Linked DNA regions of Cricetulus griseus: region 1 is linked to region 2. A link is a contact called in public Hi-C data. All regions are on one chromosome and are shown on one strand. Each heading gives the region's core, a stretch centred on a gene start, on an enhancer-like site or on the middle of the called end of the contact. The rest is flanking DNA. Distances are from core to core; before and after follow the strand shown.

Region 1 (5,288 bases), core at 1,328-3,827, 98 kb after region 2:
GTGTTAAGAAATTTCCCAAGAGTTCTTTAGACAAACCTTTTGAAAGCACCTTCTTTTTAAGAAAAAAAAAAATCACCTCAAACCCAAGCTTTCAATATTACAGTCATGGTGTCCCCATGCCGACAGTCTGGGCAATAGCCAGTCACGGTGAGCAAGCTAGTTAAGAGTTCCTCCTTCTTAGATACCAGAGAATTTCACTCTGCTCCGGCTACTGCCACTCCCCTTACTCCCACCACCACAATCACCTTCTTTTTCCTATGTACACAATGGACTGCCTGAAAATAATAGAACTTTTTTTGTCCTTTTCTTTTTTGAGGATGGACTTACCAGTTGAATTACCCTGGTCATGAAATGTGTGCAAACTCCCTTCCTCTGGCATCTGCCACAGTTCAATCCCGTCATCTAAGAAGCAAGGTGAAAAGGCTTGGCTTCTTTGGTATAACCTGTCTAGGACCTTGCATTATGGCTCTTCGGACTTCCTTTGGGGCACTGGTTTTGGTCCATGGTGTCCCCACCTATTCACTGCTGTGAGTGTGGGCAGATGGACCCCAGTGTACACTTCAGCAGGAGTGGTACTTGGGTTTGTCTCAGCGCAACACTTTGGGCCTTTGAGGATATGAGCTTCAATGAGGTAAATCTAATAACCCAGTTTTATGGGCAGCCATCCTGTTCACTTATTAGGCTGGATCAGAATCTCAATCCTTATCCACTAGTGAGGGGAATGACAAGCATGCCAGAGCTGGCCCAGGGGGCTGAGTTCCTCTTGTTCTGTTTCCAAGTGTGTGTATGCTTTATATACTCACGATTACTTCAAATATAATGAAGCCTCCAAAATCCATCCCAGCTTTTGAGACTAGCCTGTATCTTTTCAGATGACTCTGGGTAAAAGCTAAGGGAAAATCCTGACTGCAGGTCACCAGCTAATGTCTGGTGATTTTCCAGTACTGGATAAATTAAACTTGGAAAGCTGAGTGTTAGCCTTCCATGACCTACTACTACTTGGGCTTCAAGATCTTTCATGGAACTTTGCGATAGCAGGAGTTTTTACTCTTAGACAGATCGATCTTCCTGGAGGTTTAGATTTCCATGTTCATGAATACACCCTGAGCTCAGAGGCAGAACTGGCACTTCTTACAATGGGAGGCTGCTCTGACTAGCTCTTGAGTGGTGTACTTCTCGGCCCTCAGCACTAGCAGTTTGGGAGTACGAGTGCACGTTCCCCAATGACGCATCCAGACCATCTCTTGAGAACAAATCCTGAAACCCACTGCCATCGCTTTGCCTTCCAATCTAACTCTGCTTTGGGGTTGGTGGTTTTCATGAATCGCATGCTGTTTTCCCACAGGTTTTGTTGCTCGTTTGCTCATTTAACTGCTGTCTCTTATGGTGAACTTTTGCACACTCTGTGGGTGTACACATCCCCAAAGGGCTCTCCTCTGTGGCACAGGAGGCTGCTGGTAGCCTAGGCCTTTCCAGGAAATAATTCTTCTTCCCATGGCTAGATGACTATGCTAACAAGGCACTCTGAGAGACATTTACTCTGGCCTGCTATAGCCACAGCTCTGTTTCTCTAGCACCCACATGTGCTGAGATTGCTCATGTGGCTAAAGGAAAAGCTCCAATAGGGGCTCAGTTGTTCAAACTCTTAACATAATGGAAGAATCTATGGCATAGACTTTAATAGAACAGAAAAAAAAAATCTGGTCAATGCAGCTGTTACTTGTGAAAACTTCAAGCACTACGCTAGTGACACTCCAGAATTCATAATATATGTATATATAAAAGGTGTGTGTGTGTGTGTGTGTGTGTGTGTGTGTGTGTGTGTGTGTGTGTGGCTGCAGAGGGTAGGGTTTCCTTCTAGTCAATGAATGGATTAAAATCGGAATATAAAGTATCTGTGGTAAAGTTATATTGACTGGATTTCATTATTTTGAGACATTCTCAGAGGACCACCCCCTTCCTGCCTAGAAATACAGTTCTCGTCTCTGTGCTGACCAAACCTAGGACACGCTCTTCCCTCCCCCTCACATTCTGCAGCCATCCCCCAGAGACAAGTCACACAGCCACCGTCTCCGGGAAGCCCGAGGCTCTTCTCTTGTTAGCTGGCTTTCATTTTTGCCCTTCACTAGTGTGGACAGTAAGAGACACATGGAAGGAAGAGCGCTCAGTTTAGCAGTGTGGTCAGACAGTGGTAGTGGAAGTGTGCGTGTGTGTTCTCCCGCATCGTGAAAGAAGGCTGGATCCAAGGTAACGGAAAAAAAAGAAAAAAAAAAAAAAAGAAAAACAAAAGGAAAGAAACCACTACTGACAGAACAAACAGAGGGGACTAGGGAATACTCTGCATTAAATATGTAACCTCATCAAATAGTCAACATTCAGATTTACACGGGAAGGCACCATGAGAGCGACATTGAGAAGGTATGTCTCCATTTGCAAACATTGTGGGAAGTGAAGGGCTGTGCCAGCTGATGTGGTCCATGGTCTTTATGCTGCCAGTTCAGTGCATAATTAGGCAGGGAGTTATGTGCACATGGGCTACGTAAGAGGAATCAAACCCCAGCCTGCCAGGCGTGATGCAGCCATGACTCATGGCTGCCCAACTCCATGGTCATGCTATCTAGAAGAGACAAGACTCTCTGTGAGCCAACTAGCCCTCTTTCCTGGGAGTTCGGAGTCCTAGCCAGGAACACAAGGCCATTCTCCATATGCAGCCTCACACGTATTATTCTCTTTAAAAATGCATAATAAAATACATTCACCTTTTTCGATCCTCTTTGATAAGGGTGAATCACATGAAAGGCTGTTAAAAATGTTAAGTCTAGAAATTTCCAAGGCCACTAAGGTGCCACCCAAGTAATACTGCACAATCAGTCTTGGCTTTAAGACAACCCTGCGCTGGTGGATTAGGGGCTCCCCGGGGTTCTGCACTGGCAGGGTATAGAGAACATGTCTGTCAACCCTGCCACAGGTTGCTTCCCTGGAGGCCTGGCCCCTATCTCCAGCATGTGCGTGCACACAGGCACACATGTGTATACGCTCACCATTCAAGTGACTCTTGGGATTTCAAGGTTGAAGTAAACAGATACTCACAGTTTTGAATAAAACAAGTGCATGAGCATACAAACACACACAGGTGGAAAGAACACTTGCTTCTTAGCGCAAGTATGTGCCACGGGAAGTAAGGTTTCTGTAGTTCTCACTCAGGTAAAGTTGCAACATAAACACTGTAATATACAGATTAAAAATACATACAAAAATTGCACATAATTATGGGAGAGCACAGGTCCCACGGGAACAGCTCTCAGCCATCCACTGCAGCCATCAGCCTTCCTGTGAGCTGAGCTCCAGGGCCACTGCAAAGTCTTAGGAGCACTCACTCTGGGAGGCAGTCTTTCTGAAAGAGACTGGCATCCTTAGGAGCAGGTCAGCCATCTTAGTGGCCTTCCCCTCCTCCCTTGTCTTCTGGCCATTCAACTAGCCAGCTTTGAGGTGCTTTCTGAGGCGATGTTAATGCTAAGTGGACAGCCATTTCAATTCAGAGATGTTGTCTACAGCATTTGGCAGGGTAGTTAATACTGGCTACTGATGGAAGGGAGGTGGCCAGTTACTGCTTGTGGGGGAAACTGACTCAGGCACCACCAGCCCGGCTGCCCTGCTGATCGGTCTGACAGTGGTCAAGAACAGTACTTTAAAGTCTGTTCCCTGAGGGCCCCTGGAGGATTGCACACACAAGGACATTATTTCCTCATGTCCTGCCAACTATTCATAAAATCTGAACTGCATTCCATCCTGCTGAGGCACTGGTGACACCACCTTTGGTCAGCTCTGGAATGGGCCACAGACTTCAGCAGGCTGGGACAGAGTAAAGGTAAAGGACAGCCAAGCAGTGGCAGTGGGGTTACGGCTGTCAGGCTGCTCTCTGTGCAGGGTACCTTTACTGAGAACAAAAAATGGAAATGGACGACCCATGATCCAACAGACAGGAATCTCTCCTCCCCCTTCACCTTATACCAGAACAAAGGCTTGTCTGTTGCCAGTAACTAAAACTAAGCAAAATGGCATGTCCTCCTGGGAAAGAGGCAGTTATTGATACTCTAAGGAAGAGGAAGCTGCTGTGTGAGCATTACTGGATGACAGCTGATATTGGTGACATGCACTGCTAGCTAGTTAGGAGAGGCAAGCGTCAGAGTTATGGAAGAGGTGGACACTGCTTACTAAGTTCACTCCACTGGAGCTGGTCCTTCATGAATGTGCATTTCATTTTTGACCCCGTATTTGTGGGGCTATTCAGATGACAAATGTTCCAAGGGAAGGTGATTGCACGGTTGTGCAGTTGAATTTCTGTACAGTAAGGAGACATTCGGCTTCTCACTGTGCAAAGCTGTGGATGACCTTGCTGAATGGCTCCCTCTGCTCGCGGACGAGGACGGCAAATTAGCGTCTCTCCTTTCCTTGAATTCTGAGTGAGAGCACTAGGACAGGGACATGAGGGCGACATGAAGAAGGTGGAAATATTTAATAAGAAGAACAATGTCCAGGCCACATTAACGGTGTTGCAGGATTTTTACAATATAACTCAGGGAGTCTGTAGTGGCAAAAGCCAGATATTGAGCACAAAGCCAATCCTCGAGGCTGATTCCCCCCTCTCTGTCCAGGGACTTCTCAGCAAACTTGATCATCAGCAGTGTGCGCTTGATGTCCAACCAGTTTTGGAGCAAGGCGTTCTTCTGTACTAGGGTTGTAGAGGTGGTGAAGGTTTGGAAGAGATCTTCCCGGGGGCCCCAGAGCAGACACTGGAGGATGCCTTTGGCGTCAGAAATGAGGATGCGTTCAGAAGGGTTGGGATTTAGGAGACAGCTAGCAAGCTGCTGCAGGCCCCAAGAGTATGGGGAGCGGAGAGGGATTCGAGGCAGATCTGTGCGTGTGTACTCCTTCTCCTTCAGCTCTGGGTTCTCATCAAAAGGGTTGGGCAGGTGTAGCATCTCATAGATGAGGATGCCTGTCTGGAATTCATCACACTTTTTATACTGGGTGGCTGTGATAATCTCTGGGGCAAGGCGGGACTGGTCTCGGAGGATCTGGGGATCCACCAGATGGCTCTTCTGCTTGGCCTGAGAGAAGTTGCTCACAATGAGCCTTGTGGGACAAGCCGAGGTGGGGCAAGGGTCTGTAGGTGAAGGGCCGTGGGCAGCTCCCCCAGGCTGGTGCTGGACAAGCAACAAGTTCTCTAGGCGCAGATCGCAGTGAGTGACATGGTAGGGCTTGAGATGCTCAAGGCCAGAACATAG
Region 2 (4,730 bases), core at 2,183-4,682:
GGCTCCACTCTGTAAGCAGCCGTAGCCATACCCTGCCCTGAATTGCTAGGGATGATGAAAGCACTGGTCTACATGATGCCAAAGCTCAGACTCACGTCAGCACCACAGTCTATAGAGTACACAGACTGTGTGCCCTTCACAGTCTGGAAGGCGAGAAATTGGTGACTTCAGTTTGACTGCCCAGTTTCATTCCTGGCACATAAAAACTGAGACCAAAACCCAGGCCTCCCCCAAAGGCTAGAAGTTTATCTGTCCTCCATATTCTTTGTTCTGGAATTCTATTCAAGGGAAGCTTTGAAAAGGCTCTCCCCTGCTTCAAGTGAATCTAGGATGGAGGAAGGGAAGAATGATTCATTTTCCCCAGCCAGGCCACACGGCTATGGTAGCTGAAAGTTTCTCTCTAGTGGAGGGGGACAGGGTGTTGGCTAACTAGTAGGGGCAGGCCGAGGACGCTAGCATTGTGTGGTAGGTCCTGAGAATTGGGTCTGGGAAAGAGATGGAGTAAAGGAGACTTAGGACCAGGCTCCTGGTCTGGGCCATCTGAGCTCAAGTTCTGGCTATGTCCTGCGGGTCATGCAGCCTGTCTTGGTCCCATTTTCCTTATCTGTAAATGGCGGAGGGAGTCATTACCTGGGTTCCTGGGCCTGCCTCAGGACGAGCTCTGATCTGGGTTTGCTGTCCACCCTCATTCATGTGTTTCTCAGATCGACTATGTAGTGAGACCTGTGAGGTCATTCCCACAGGAGAGGAAGTGGAGGCTGGGGATAGCCAGGGCCATGGCCTGCATGTGTGTGGGGTGAGCCACATCTAGGCTGGAATTCCTTCCATCTTCTCGAGCAGGATTGGTTACCTGGTACTGACCTCCAGCACCCTGAGTGGGTCTAGCCCACAGAAAGCTTCCTGACCACACATCCTGGGCAGGCCCAAGAAGGGGGAACTTTCTTGCTCAGAGGGCCTGGTCTGTGTGGCCAACCCTCATAGCCACTAAGGCTGATATGAGCAGGGAAAGGAGGAAGTGGTAGTGGGATGGAGGCCGCTTCTCCAAGTCAGTGGGGCATGTAGGGCAAGGTTCACTGGTGCTCAAAGTGGTCCCCTGCCACATGGCAAAGCTGATCCCACATCTGGCTCATGTGGGCCTCCCAGGTGAAGGGACTGTGTCTACTAACCACCCAGGACCCTGGCCCGACATGAATTATTCCCAGGCCACCAGGCTGGATGTGACTTCTAGTGGCTTTTCTGGTGTTTTTTTCTCTAGACAGTGTTGCTCTGACCACCTGGCACACCTGTGAGTCCAGGGCACCTGGATTAAATCCTAAAATGTGGCCTTGTTTTAAGGTGGAGACAATTTGACTAATCATTTTCCAAAGATATCTTTCGTTTTGACTTGGGTTCTGGGGGTTGGTTTGCTAATATTTTGTTGTAGTTTGTTTCGTTTTTTTGAGACAGGCTGTCACTCCACGGCCCAGGTCAGACTTGAATTCATATTTCTCTTACACTAGTCTCCCAAGTACTGGTATTACAGGCATGTGCGGCCTCAAAGCTATCCTATGTGTGTGGGTGCATGAGAGAGAGGGGGAGAGGAGAGAGAGAGAGAGAGAGAGAGAGAGAGAGAGAGAGAGAGAGAGGCCAGAGTACTACTTCAGGTGTCCTTCCTCAGGAGTCAGTTACCTTGTTTATTGAGACAGTCTCTTTCTGGAACTTGGAGCTCACTAATTCAGCTAGGCTGTGGCCAGCAAGCCCCAGGGATCTGCCTGTCTCTGCCTCCTGCAAGCCAGGGTTACAAACGCATGCCACTATACTCAGCTTTCTTCGTGTGGTTGCTAGAGATCAAACTCAGGTCCTCATCTTTGCAAAGCAAGTACTTTACCAGGTGACCCAACTCTCAAGCCCCAAAAGCTATCCCCTCCCCCAACCTTCTACACAAGGGTTTGATTTGAGCCACACCAAAAGCTATCTTTTTTAAATTAAATTTTTGAATGCTTCAAAGTGATATCATTTTGGGGGCTGAATGGCTCAGTAGCCTTGATCTACTGAATGTCTGTGGGGCTGTGGCTTTGGGGCCCAGCCAACCTAGAATACTCCAAGTTCTGTTGAATTGCCTTGGGCAGTCCCCTGCCCTCTTTGGGGCCTCATTTCCATTGCTCCCTTGCTGAGTCTTGGTGTTTTCAGCAGTGCAAAGGCTGGAATGTTCTGGAACAGTGTGTGGTACACACTCACAAACAGAGAGCTTGCTACTGCCAGGCTGTTTCCCCCCCTGTCCAGTATCCCAGCCACTGAAACCTTCGTAAGAGTAAATCCACAGGGAGACAGAGCTCCAAGTCTAAGATCCACTTGCCCAAAGAATAGGACTGGGGGCTATTTATAGGGCCAGGAAGCAGGACGGTCCAATGTATAGAGAGCAAGACTGGAAGCAAAGCAATCTGTGGCCTGCATGTGTGCAAACTTTACAACTCTTCTTGGTTAGGAAGTGGGGGTAATAGCTTATCTGAGGAGAATTTTTGCTTCTTCAGGTAAAAAGTCATCCAAATAATATCTATGAAGACTAGGGTGAAAACAGTGGTGTTTTGCAGTAAAGGCCTTCAGGTTTATGAATAATGAATGGCCTAGACAAACATAGTTTTCATGCCCCTCCCCCAAATCAGTGGTTTCAGCATAGCCAAGCTAGCAGGGAACTGATAATACACAGTTATGTAGCCTCCAGAATCAGTGACTTCTAAAGAAAACTAAAAGTAAGTGACTAGGGAGAGCATGGGGGCTCAGCCAGAGCAGGGAATGGTACAAAGGGCTGGTGAGGGTAATGAGGCTAGGCCTCAGTGTTGGCTGGCTGCTGGCAACCAAAGCCTGGCTGTCCTCCATGGTGTCCCTGGGTGGCTGTGTCCTGGGAATGGCTCAGCTCCTGGAGTGCTGCCTAGGCTGCAGAAGATCCCCATTCACTGCTGCAAAGCCCTTCTCAGGGCAAATGCCTAGCAGGTTGTAGTGGATCCAGTAAGGGCTTCGTTGTCTTAAAAGATTTGTCTTGTTATTTATGTGTATGTGTGCATGTACATGTGGGTGCCTGCAGAGGCCCAAAGAGGGAGTTAGATCCCCTGGAGCTGAAGTTGCAGGAGGCTGTGAGCCACGGGACCTCTGCAAGAGTAGTAAGTGCTCCTAACTTCTGAGCCTTCGCTCAAGGCCCAGGCAGGGCTCTATTTTCATGCTTTAGGGTAACATCATGGGCAGGATTTGATTGACAGGCTAATGGTGGACAGGAAGAGGTGAGAAAGGGGGGGGAAGAGAGAGCGAGCTGGGGTAGCCCTGGGGAGTCTGCCGTGGATAGATGGTGGACTTCTGATTGGGAGGTTCTTTCCCACAATCCCCTTCCTTCTTCCCTTGGCAGTGAATCAGTCTGTCTGCTGAGAAGGTGGTGGTGTGGGGGTGAAGGAGGAGGAGAATGAGGGGGCAGGGATGGAAGCAAGGCAGGCAGCCCTGAGGGACTAGACACTCCCTTAGAACAGCTGGATCACTTGTGACTGTGGCTCATTGTGCCTGACGCCACCACAGCGGCAGCACACAAGGGCTGGATGGGAGTCTCTAGCCTGCTGCAGGTGCCGAGGACACTAGCTCCTGAAGACCTGGGCTGCAGGGCCCCTTGCTGCCTTTCATGTCCTCCAGTATGGCCGGTGTGAGTCTGGTTGGCTTTCCTTTTTCTACCCTGGGACTCAGAGGACAGAAAGAGCCCCTTGGAGATTCAGGACTGGGCATGGGGGAGGAAGCATAGACCGTTAGCCCTCCCTGCAAAAATTCCTCAGAGGAGAAAGTCTCCTGAGGGGCTAGGTTCTAGTTTGTAATAAAGCTCCAGGCAGGCCCTTCCCTTCTCTGGGGCTCAGTTTCTTAAGGGCTGAGGGGCACTGGACAGATTCTTCACAGTTCTGGGGTCTGTGGTTTTGTGCCCTGAATGTTAACACAAGCTCAGTGACCCCCACAGGGAAGGGGGGTATCTGTAGCTTCTGACTCACTTTTTCCTCATGCTGCTACAGACTTTGACCTGGGAGTCCCCAGGGAGGGCAGAGGTCAAGAGTGGGAAGCTGTGCTCTAAACTCGGAAAGAAAGGGGGGGGAGGGGAGGGAGGGAGGGAGAGAAAGAGAAAGAAAGAAAGAAAGAAAGAAAGAAAGAAAGGAAGGAAGGAAGGAAGGAGGAAGGAAGGAAGGGAAGAAGGAAGGAAGGGAAGAAGGAAGGAAGGGAGGAAGGAAGGAAGGGAGGAAGGAAAGAAAGCTGACCTTTAAAGACATAAAAAATGAGAGCCTGGCTCCGGATGGTACAGCCTAGACTTGGAAGGGAGATGCCTGCCCCTAATGGGCCTGCAGCAAGTTGCAGGGGCAACTGTCTCAGGTTGGGGTATCACATAGCCAGCTAAGGCTATTATTAAAAATCAAGAAAAGGACTGAGGGTATGGCTTAGGGTTAGGGCAATTGCCTAGAAGACCTGGGTTATACCTCCAGTAAGTTTCTTACAGGGGGATTTGGTGGACCTCAAGATCTACAGAGAATCAGATATTGGGAAGAGTACAGGGGGCATAAGTGCCCCCCACCCCTGTCTACATTCAGCCAACTTGAAGTGTTGCATCTCTCTGTAGAATTTCAGCCTGTAAGCTCATATCCCCTTTTCTGAGCAGTGCTGAGCCTAGGGTCAGCTGTCCATTGGCCACTAAGCTGTGGATCTAGGCCTTAGCTGGCTCCACAAGGCTTACGCAC

The links. Hi-C and Micro-C count contacts between places; a contact is called where the count stands out from the background.
Region 1: a Hi-C map of the CHO-K1 cell line shows a contact between it and region 2, with 4 times the contacts expected there. The contact joins the enhancer-like site here to the promoter of Pstpip1 in region 2. A contact is called at or near these places in 3 of 8 Hi-C or Micro-C datasets (the CHO-K1 cell line and fibroblasts).

The regions. Positions count from the first base shown.
Region 1 is chr4:167,717,119-167,722,406 of CriGri-PICRH-1.0, forward strand. Peak1 (inactive tyrosine-protein kinase PEAK1) reads right to left here. Exons shown (of 7, transcript XM_027415020.2): 7 at 1-5,288. The coding sequence ends at 4,545. Among named protein-coding and RNA genes, the nearest start is that of Tspan3, 48 kb to the left of the region's middle. Within about 2 kb of position 2,578, at least 2 of the 6 cell types and tissues checked have open chromatin away from gene starts, as enhancers often do. A contact at or near this core is called in the CHO-K1 cell line and fibroblasts, where this site is marked.
Region 2 is chr4:167,618,513-167,623,242 of CriGri-PICRH-1.0, forward strand. It overlaps Pstpip1 (proline-serine-threonine phosphatase-interacting protein 1), which reads left to right and starts at 3,433. Exons shown (of 15, transcript XM_027415027.2): 1 at 3,433-3,659. The coding sequence starts at 3,561.